Linked DNA regions of Mus musculus: region 1 is linked to region 2. The links are chromatin contacts, called in public Hi-C maps. All regions are on one chromosome and are shown on one strand. The core of a region is the stretch at or near the end of the contact, and the rest is flanking DNA. Distances in the headings are between cores, read along the strand shown. Region 1 overlaps Plxna4 (plexin A4). Region 2 has its middle 81 kb from the start of Gm31894.

What was found. Hi-C and Micro-C count contacts between places; a contact is called where the count stands out from the background.
Region 1: a Hi-C map of cerebral cortex shows a contact between it and region 2, with 3 times the contacts expected there. The contact joins two enhancer-like sites. A contact is called at or near these places in 8 of 484 Hi-C or Micro-C datasets (cerebral cortex, cortical neurons, embryonic stem cells and 2 more), 4 of 115 datasets of contacts at active chromatin or transcription factors (SST interneurons, embryonic stem cells and forebrain) and 1 of 9 other capture datasets (embryonic stem cells).

The regions. Positions count from the first base shown.
Region 1 is chr6:32,180,407-32,185,636 of GRCm38.p6, forward strand. It overlaps Plxna4 (plexin A4), which reads right to left. Exons shown (of 32, transcript NM_175750.3): 22 at 4,888-5,156; 23 at 2,282-2,348; 24 at 1,382-1,528. Among named protein-coding and RNA genes, the nearest start is that of Gm13850, 71 kb to the left of the region's middle. Within about 2 kb of position 3,570, at least 14 of the 459 cell types and tissues checked have an H3K27ac peak or open chromatin away from gene starts, as enhancers often do. A contact at or near this core is called in cerebral cortex, where this site is marked.
Region 2 is chr6:31,934,939-31,939,702 of GRCm38.p6, forward strand. No RefSeq gene overlaps it. Among named protein-coding and RNA genes, the nearest start is that of Gm31894, 81 kb to the right of the region's middle. Within about 2 kb of position 3,508, at least 46 of the 459 cell types and tissues checked have an H3K27ac peak or open chromatin away from gene starts, as enhancers often do. A contact at or near this core is called in cerebral cortex, where this site is marked.

The DNA of each region.
Region 1 (5,230 bases), core at 2,320-4,819, 250 kb after region 2:
TCACCTGGTGCTTGCTCTGAAGATTCCTAGAGAGGTTCTAGCCATCTGGTGGTCTTTCGGGGAACATTTAACATTCTGCTAGGTTCCTGGGAAGGAGTGTAGCACTCTAGGAGGCTCCTGGAGGAGTGGGGGACATGGAGACAGCTACTGGGCTCCTGGGGGACACACATCTAATACTCTGGCAGATAACCAGGTATGTATCTTATACTCTATAGCAAGTTCTCAGGTGTCTAGCACTCAAGCAGGTAACCTAGCAGGCATCCAGTCTTCTGGCAAGCTCTCTGGCAGATAACCGGGTGAGTGTCTAACACTCCAGCAGGCTCCCTGGTAATGTGGTCCTGGAGCACTCCCGTGGTTGTGCTAACTCAAGTTCCAGCAGGACAAGGTTCACTACCAGCAAACTCAGAGCTCCTGCGCTTCCTCCAGTCACTGCACACTCCCACAGCTCCCACTTCTGCATTGATTTGCTCAGTGGGAGTCTCCATTGCTCTGTCTGTCCTGGTGCAGGACTGTCTTCCTGCATCCTCACTGGATGGAGTCCTTCACATGTAGGAACACCCTTCCCTACCATCCTGCCATCCTTAAGCAAAATCATCTCCCATCTCTCTCCCATTCCAGATGTTCCCAACTGAATGAGTGGTCAGCCAAAGTCCACTGAATTCTTTACATGCTCTGTAAGTCTGTCACCTGACACTAGCTGGACACGATCTTTTGGCTTGAGGAACAAAGGCTGCTGCAATTTGGGGACAGAGTATGATGGTGCTTATAACCGATTGTGTTGCAAGGGGACGGCAGAGGGTGGAACCAGAAACATTTAAATGTATTTCTCTTTCACTAAGAAGTCCATTCAAGCCTCTATTTCTGGCAGGGTGTCTTCCATCTTTGCCATTTTTATTGTAGTCTGTGACTTTTTTCTATGACCTAGAAAATGAGAGGGACCAGAGGCCTAAGAGGTACCTTTGGGTTCTCCAGTAGTCAATCTGTTGGGATTCTCGGCCCCTTAGAAAGAGGGGAATAGAAAAACCAGAATGGACTCCCAGCTAGCGGAAACAGCTTTGTTCTGAGGGGATCATCTCCTTACCTGGCCATAGGATCTGAACATGTCTGTGTGAGCATCTGTCCCTAACAGCACGACCTCCGCCCACATTCCTACTGGGCCCTGACTATTCAATTCAGCACCTGTCTCGAACCACACCCATGCACCAGCTGAAGAGTCACTGAGCTACAGCTGAGCCACTGGGATACCGTGGTGCATGGACCACCGGAAACAGAGTTGGGCACACACAGGGGAGCCCCTGCCTGGGCCCTACAGCAGATAAAGTTAGAGATGTGGTTTGAGAGCTGACCTGCCAGAGCTAAGGGGAGCACTGAGGATACTCACCAAGGTTTTATATTCAATCTGCTGTCGGATGAGTTTGTCCTCACTTAGCGAGTAGCGGGCCTCTCCGGTGATGGCATCAATGGGGCCCTTCTCCATCTGCTGCTTGATGGCACAGAACAGGGAGAAGAGTGGCTCCCCAGCACACTCCTGCATGAGAGAAGAATCCCATGCTTAGAGCTCAGGGAGCCAAGAGATGCAGGGCACCACCACTGCCCTGGCTTTCCTGGTCCTGCCTGCTTCTGGGCTGCCTTTTCCCATTACCCCTTCTGTACTCTTCAGACTTGCATGGGCCCTGTCTCTGTAGACCCAGGTGGTCCTGCTCCTTCTTGCCACCTGTTCAGAGCCTGTCCTTCCTTTCTCCCCTCCTCCCCTCCTTTCTGCTCTTTCTCCTACCCCACCACATCAGCAGAGGCTGGTCCACTGAAGCTTGTGACTGAAAGCCCAGCGGCTCTGCTCTTCCACCTCCTAGGCACATCCTTGGCTCATCTGCAGCATCATGCCTTATGTGCCTGCTCTAGGATCCTTAATCAGCTTCCATAAGTCTGGTACTAGGAGGAAGAAGAGGATGTTGGGAAGGGAGAGGACACCAGGAACTTACAGGTAACGTGTGCTCAGCTAAAATTGGGGAATTAGCTTTTGGACCAAATGGAACCGTCTCAGTGGTACTCCTCATGTGGAAAGAACTAACCACAGAGGGTGTTGTTTCTGAAGTTAGGACCAGACAGGGAGCGCTCTTCAATTCAGTTCCCTGACAATAAAGAACTTCATTTCTTGTGGATTGGATGCATCAGGCTCCAAAAGAATGGACACAGTAGTTGTAAAGCTGGGCAGGCCCAGGAGGTAAAGGCTTACACATAGGGGAGGAAGACGGGCTGGAAATTGGTCCTCATCCCATCCTACCTTGAGGAACTTGTAGAGGAGGAAAGTGAACCAATTAGTCAACATCTTCTCGGCCACCGACTCCGTCCTGGTATCAGTCATAGAGAGGATGGGAGAAAGAAGACAAGAGGTGATTGGTCAGAGGCCATGGGCTGGATAGAATGGGGGAGAACCTGCCAGCATGTTACAGACTTCAGAGTCTGGTAACCTAACACACAGCAGAATCTTATAGCTTGCCAGGCTCCGGGGCTGAGAACAGAGCTCTGTCTGGGAATCTGGATCTTGGCATCTGGGCATGCATATGGCCTATGTGGGGGTCTTCTTTGTACCATCCTATACCACTTCACAGTGATGGCAAAGGTCCTCACCTATGTTGTCCAGTTGTTACTTGCCACACGTGGCCCCTGAACACTTGAAATGTGGCTAGTGGGTCTGAGGAGCTGAAGTTTACACACTTTATTTAGTGAATTTAGATTTGAGTCATTATATGTGGTAGAAGTTTTCCTATTGGATGGAACAGCCTTAGAAAAATTTGAGAATGCATTGATGGGCACATCCCTATTGATAAGAAAGAAAGGAGAAATAGAACAGGAAACAAGGGGGTACCAGTTAGGTGGGACATAGGAAGAAAAGAGGAATCTGTAGCGGGACATAGGAAGTCAATCACAATAGAGAGACCAGGTATTCCATATAAATCCTGCTGCCTTATTTAGACCCACAGCATTGGCAGCCACACAGAGGAGGGCCATAGCATTGTCCTACCTCAAAGGCCGCTGCAACAGCAGGCAATACTTATTTGAGTCTAACATGTCACAATGCAAGCCTTCTTATTGTTTTCTTTGGAAAAGTGGATGCTGTGGTGGCATTGTTGATTTAGGATGCACACTGGCCGTATTTCAAGTGCCCAGTAGCTAAATGGGGCCAGTAGCAAGTGGACAGCCTAGGTTGAAACTTGGGTTGAGAGCATGGCCAGCTCCAGAGACAAATTAGCCCATCCTGATAGGTTTGGTGGATTTAAATACACAGTTGTTAGTTGTTAACTGAAATCTCCAGGTGTCCAGATAGCTGCTGGTTGGCAGTGAAGCCAGGGAAGGGAAAGAAGGAAGAATGTTGGAGGTTGGGGGGGGGGGCAGCCAGTGGCAAGAAGAAAAGAAGGAAGTGGCAGGGGGTGGGGTGGGACAACAGTGCAGAAGCATCCGGGAGCACAAGCAGAAAATAAGGAGAGAAGACAGAGCCCCAGAGTGAGACCATGAGACCACGCCAGGAAGTTGTCAGTGGGAGTGCTAGCAAGCAGCGGCAACCCTAGAATTATGCCAGTGGGTGGCTACACAGCGAAAGTAAAACAAAAATCAAAATTATCTACCTTGCCGCTGGCAGAGCTGTGGGATTCTCCTCTGCACTGGAGCCTTTTGCAGCTGTGTGCACAAGTGCCCTCCCTCCCCACCAGAGAAATCCCAGAGCAAACTGTTCAGAAAACTAAGTCTATCTGGCTGCCAGTCACCGGTGAGCAATCCTGAGAGGCCTGGAGTCTGACATGGAAACCACGGGGCAGAGGTCAGGTGGGATGGGGTGGTCTGAGCAGAAAGCTGGGGACAGGTGTTTTTCATGGTGTTTTCTAACTGCAGATGTGCCACAGGGCTGGACATTGGATTAATAACTAAGAAGCGATATGCTCATCGTTCAAGGGGAGCAAGCCGAGAATGGAGTACCTGCGGTTTTCTAACCAAGTCAAAGTCCCAGGGCAGACAGGGCTGACACTTGTCTAACCTTGTGAGTTTTCAAAACATGTGGTAGAAACATGTGTTATGGTTCAAAGGAGATATTTTCTACAGGTTCACAGGTTTGAACGCTGGGTCCCCAGATGGTGGTGACACTGCTTTGAACAGTCATGGAACCTTTAAGTGATGGGGCCTGGCAGGAGGAAGCAAACCACTGGACACAAAGCTGCCAATCCCTTGCTCACCATGATGGCCTGTATTTCCTCAAACCATGAGCCGCAAGAAACCACTCCTACTCTGACTTGCTTGTGTCAGGAGACTGGCCACAGGCATAAGGACACCTAACAGCATCTGACTGTCCAGCAGTAAGTCCTGTGCCTATGGCAGGGGTCAGGACCTGTTTGCTGGGCTGCACTGAGTCAGTTGTCCTAAGACTTTCACTTCCTGTTTCTCAAATGGGAACTTTTTAATTACTTACTTAGTTCCCTGTTAAAATGTAGGTCCCCATCAGGTCTGGCAGAGGCCTACATAGCTTTCTGTCTATATGCTTGTATTCTGCTCTTGTTACGGGCTCACGGGCAGCTTGTGGTCTTGTTCTACTTCTAGTCCAGGCCTAGGTGAGGCCAGGCCGTGGCCTAACTGATCACTGACCCAGAATGACAGGGGAAATGGTACAATTCAGAAGGTCAGGAATATAATGGAAAGCAGGTACAGGATGAACTGGGCTGTGGACACCCAGGTAACATGTGGGAGTGGCCTCTCACAGGTCAGTGCATCACCCTTAGGAAACATAGCTGATCCCTCTGCAGCCTGCCTGGTGAACCTGAGGGCTTCCACGAGCCGTACATTAGGATTGGGCTGGGGTAGGGGATACTCTGACCCCAGCTGGCCACCGTAGGCCTTTCTCACCTCCTGAGCAGCAGCTTGGGGTGGTTCTTGCTCTCCAGGTTCTTATCAATGAGGTCAGCCAGTAGCTGCTTCAGCACGTCAGTGGCATACTCTAGCTTGCTCTGAAGTACCGTCATGATGAGGGAGGCCACGTTACCTCGGTCGCGCATGGAAAAACTGCGCTGAGACTCCAGAGTGCGGATGAAAGAGAGCAGGAACACCTTGTTGTTGATGAGCTGGGCGAAGAGCTTGAGTCCTTTCTCCACACGCTCCTGCCGGTAGCCTGGGACCTGCGGGGAGATTTGGGATCTTAACATGAGCTTCTGGCTGCCTCGCTAACTGCCCGAAGAACAGGCCCCTCTAT
Region 2 (4,764 bases), core at 2,258-4,757:
CAAGTGTTGGTCCCGACGTGAGGAAACTGGAGCCCCACATGGCTGGTGACAGTGTAAATGGTGTGACGTCATTGGGAAACACTTTGGCAGCTCCTCAGAAACACACGCGGAGATAGCACCTGCCCAGTGCTTCCATTCCTAAGTTTACAGTCAGAAAACCTGAAAGCAGAGACTCGAACGGAATTTCTCCTACACCTGTGTCTACGGCAGCATTCATTATTCACCATAGCTAGAAGCCTGGAATCATCTAGGCGCTCACTGGTGCATGAATGGAGAAGTGTGGTTTACAGTGGGATCTTAATTGGCTATGTGACTATCAGTGAAAATTTGGTACGGCAAAGTGATATGTGGTACAACATGGATGGATCTTGGAAGCATTGCACTAGGTGAAATGAGTCAGGCATGAGATGGTGAATTGACTCGGAGTTTACCCAGGTGAGGGTCCTAGGGAAGTCAAACCCACAGAGGGAGGATGCAGAGTTTGGATGATGGGGGAGCGCAGAAGAGGGAATGGGGACTGACAGTTTGCAGTGTTTAGCTGTGTTATAGATGACGGAAATCTTTGGGTATAGATAGTGATGGCGCTTGTGTACCACCAGAGTTGTACTTAGTGCTGCCATATTGCACAAGAGTGGCTTGGCTAAGGTAATTACCATTACACTGTATATAAATTGCCATAATTATATAAGAATGAGGGACTGGTGAAGTGGCTCAGCAGGTGATGCTGCCAAGCCTGACTGCCCGAGTTTGAATACCAGACCCATATGGGTCAAAAGAGAGAAATGATTTTTCTAAGTTGTTCTCTGGCCTCCACACAAGCACCAGGGTACAGTTGTGCATGGACTTGTGCATGCACAAAAGTGTGTGTATGTGTGTGTGCACACACACAAATAAGTAAATTCGATGAGTATGGGTTGGGAAGAATCCTGGTGATGTGATAGGACACGGGAGGGACAGAAGTGAAGTGGCCACCAGCACACCTAGGCTGAAAGGCACAGCCTGGCTAGAGGAGACTGTGTGTAAACGGGGGAGGGGAGGTATCACACACCACCACACAGCCATAAGGGTGTCAGCTGGCAGTGTATAGAGAAGATCAGAGGCACTCATCCCTACATGGGGTGTCTCCATCAAGTCCCCCCCCCCAGGGAACCCCGAGGAAGAGGAAGCAGAGAGGGGGTAAGAGCCAGAGGGGACAGAGGAGGCCAAGAAAACAAGCCCCTTTAAATCAACATGATCAAAGCTCATATGAACTCCCAGGGTGTGGATGGGGACCCACGGACAGGAACAACCAGACCACATAACGACTTGGCGGGGTGGGGTGGTGGTGGTGGTGGTGGTGTGTGGGGCGGGGAGGTTTAACGCCACATAAGGCAGAAGTAGCCTTGAGTGCGTGGTAACATGATCTTGACATATTGATCCCTCCTACCGTATTTTCATCTCCTCTCACCTTCTAAATTCCATCCAGAACACTAAAAGTCCCCCAGCCCTCCCTGCACCCACATTGGACCTTGGGGGAGCGACTGGTTTTGCATCTTCTTCTGTGTGTGATAGCAGGGGTAGAAACCTGCAGCTGCTCTCCTGAACACCTTGAAGTCATCGACCTGATCTGAGGGGCAGAGGGGGCTGGATAGGGGGCAGATGGTGGCTTCAGGACAGGGTTCAGGAGCGTGGGGGTGGAGTTATGCCGAAGTCTTCGCTCCTGGGTCCACACCTTGCCTCTGCCCTCTCCCCTTATTTTCTCTCTCTAGCCCACCCTGTCTTACCACCCTCCTCTCCCCGTAGCGCTCCCACACACCAGAAGCCCTGGGCCACAGCTTCTGAGGTAGGTGGCCGGCCAAATTCAAAGCCCTGAGCCTGGTTGTCTCAGCTGAGGCAGAGGAAGTCTCTACCATTTGATCTTTATGTTGCTGCTCAGGCGTCTCAGCGGTTACAAATAGCCCAGCCCTCTGCGTGCTGACGGCAGCAATGGGACATTACAGTAATGTACCCATTCAAACAGAGTGGATGCCAAGATTGCTACAGCAGCTTTTAGCCACGGAACATTTAGCCTTCAGTAATAGCATTCTGGGTCCCTCTGGAAGCTTCCTCGCAGATGCACCTGGGATATCCCCGCCCCACCACAGCTCTGGGACCGAAGAAGGGACAAAGAAGAGTTCTCATTTCTGTTGAGGAAACACATTCAAATAAGGGAGCCTCATGCAGAAAATAGGAAAGGGATCGCTGACGAATGCCATGATCATATGATAATGTACGCGCATCCTCCACACCGATCACGGGCGAGGTCTCCTTAACGGCTGTGTTGTCACTGAGACCAGGAGACAGAGCAGCTGTCGGGAGACACACATGGTAGCGCTCTGCCTTACAGCACTACACCCCCAAGCCCATGACCTTGACCTTTTAGACAAGGAAAGTCATTTCAGGGCTGGCCTCGGGAAATGCTAGACTCAGAGGAAGCTGGCCTGTCCTTGGCCTCCCAGGCTCCAATCTCAAGGCTCCTATGCTGTTCTGGGATCTCTACTCTGTGCCCTCCTGTCTTCCTGAGCACCAGTCCTCAGGAGCCCGCAGAATTTACACAGCAGGCCTTGCCTACTAATAGGAGCTCAGTAAATCGCCAAGGCTGCAATAGAATTACCAGAGGCCTTGCTCTGTGGTCACCCATGTGGAGAAATGGAGCAAGACAGTGTCCTATCTCTGTAACCCCTTTACCTCACTACTGCTCACAAAACAGGGAAGAAAACTGATAAGGGTCGGGGGCCTGAATCGGATCTCTCCACCCTGGCTTGCCAAAACTGCACCATCTGTTACCTAAGGGAATTCCCTAGGACTCAGAAGACCCATTCTACAGATGAGGAGAGCGAGGCACAGAAAGGTCCAACACGAGTAGGAAGTGACAGCCATGGAGCTGTATCCCAGCGTTCTAGTCCTTCATCCTATCTACTGTAGCTTTGATCTGTGCTCAAAGTTGCCAAGGTGAATATTTATAAACTCTCAGAACTCAAGAGGTTGTGGAGTAAGTAGGCTCCCCCTACCCCCAAATCACTACACAGCTTGCTTTGAAATCAAACTAGAAAATACCTGGGGAGCACAAAGCGGGTAAATGGGGAATGGGCAGGACCTTGAACTTTGCTCGAAGGTCCACATAGAAGAACTCAGGCAGCTTTTCTCCTCCCAGATTCCACTTTGGGTCTCACTTTTATTGGTCTTTTCTTTAGTTATGTGTTGTTGTTGTTGTTGTTGTTGTTGTTGTTGTTGTTGTTGTTGTTGTTGTTGTTGTTGTTGTTGGTGGTGGTGGTGGTGGTGGTGGTGGTGGTGGTGGTGGTGGTGGCTGCAACCCTCTTGATTTGGTGAGACTTAGCTGCTGCGTTCATGCGGTTTAGTCCGAATCCGTAATTCATCATGCGAACAGCAGAGGGCGCTCGTGTCCTTGGAGAACGAATTGGGTTTCCCACCGCCCCGTTCTCATTCATCCGCGAGGTCTTTACTTCTTTGCTACTGGTGCAGGCTAGGGTGGAGCAATGCTTAAGAGAGAGGGCTTCCGAGCCTGCCAGCTGCAGATCCTGGCACATCTGTGTGTGTGCCTTCCTCATCTGTTCTGCCTTTAAGGAAGCAGAGTGGCTTGGGGAAGAAAACGGAGAAGAGGGGGCGGGGCTTCAGAGCGTACTGACCACATCGGTGAGTCGCTCAGGATTAGCATTTCATCTGAGCACAGGTCAGACTGTTCCCAGAGGAGCAGAGAAGCATCAATTCCTAATAGGGTGGGAGTGGGGTGGAGGGGCAGGGTTTATAAACTTGGCGATCTCTCCATGTTTCTTTGGGCAGGTCACCAAGCCCTTGTGTGTCAAGTTTCTGAATATGAAGCGGAGATTATTTAAAAATTGATCATCTCTAAAGTCCCTTCCAGGGCTCAAGCCTGGGTTTGTACCTTTCTCTCAGTTCTTTCGTAGAGCATACTGGCCTCAGCCCTCTGGCATGCCAGAGCCATGTCTGGGGGACTCAGGGGACTAGGTTGACTGACAGGCAGACCGTCCCATTCCAATCCCTGCTGCTGCCTTCTTTCTGCTCCTTGAGGAGGAAGGCTACCTGGTCACCATGTCCTTGAGACAGTTAGTGTGAGCATCACCTGCAGATGCTGCGACCATCTCCTTGAACAGCCATGCTCATCAGCAACACTACACCGCAGCTCTGACCTGAGTGGGAGGAAGGTTTCCTGCACTGAAGACAAGGTGGTGTGATAGGATGGGGGAAACCAAGCTGTGGTCTTGGCTCTGCAAGGACCTCTCTGGGCACATAGGAGAAAAAATCCTTTGTGTCTTTGAGCCTCAGTATGCCCATCCACAGAATGGGTGGCTGGCATTGGTTTCTAGGCCTTTCTGCTTTAAGGACTGCAGCTCTGAATTCTTGTCAAGCATACTTCTCTATCTGACTCTGTGGAGAAGCAGGAGGAAGGGGACTATTTCTGGAAGATACCAGAGAGGGAAGAGAGAAAAGGAAGATAAGGGGAACCCTTAGAAACATGTACCTCCCTGTCTTAGTCAGGGTTTCTATTCCTGCACAAACATCATGACCAAGAAGCAAGTTGGGGAGGAAAGGATTTATTCAGCTTACACTTCCACATTGCTGTTCATCACCAAGGAAGTCAGGACTGGAACTCAAGCAGGTCAGGAAGCAGGAGCTGATGCCGAGGCCATGGAGGGATATTCCTTACTGGCTTGCTTCCCCTGGCTTGCTCAGCCTGCTCTCTTATAGAACTCAAGACTACCAGCC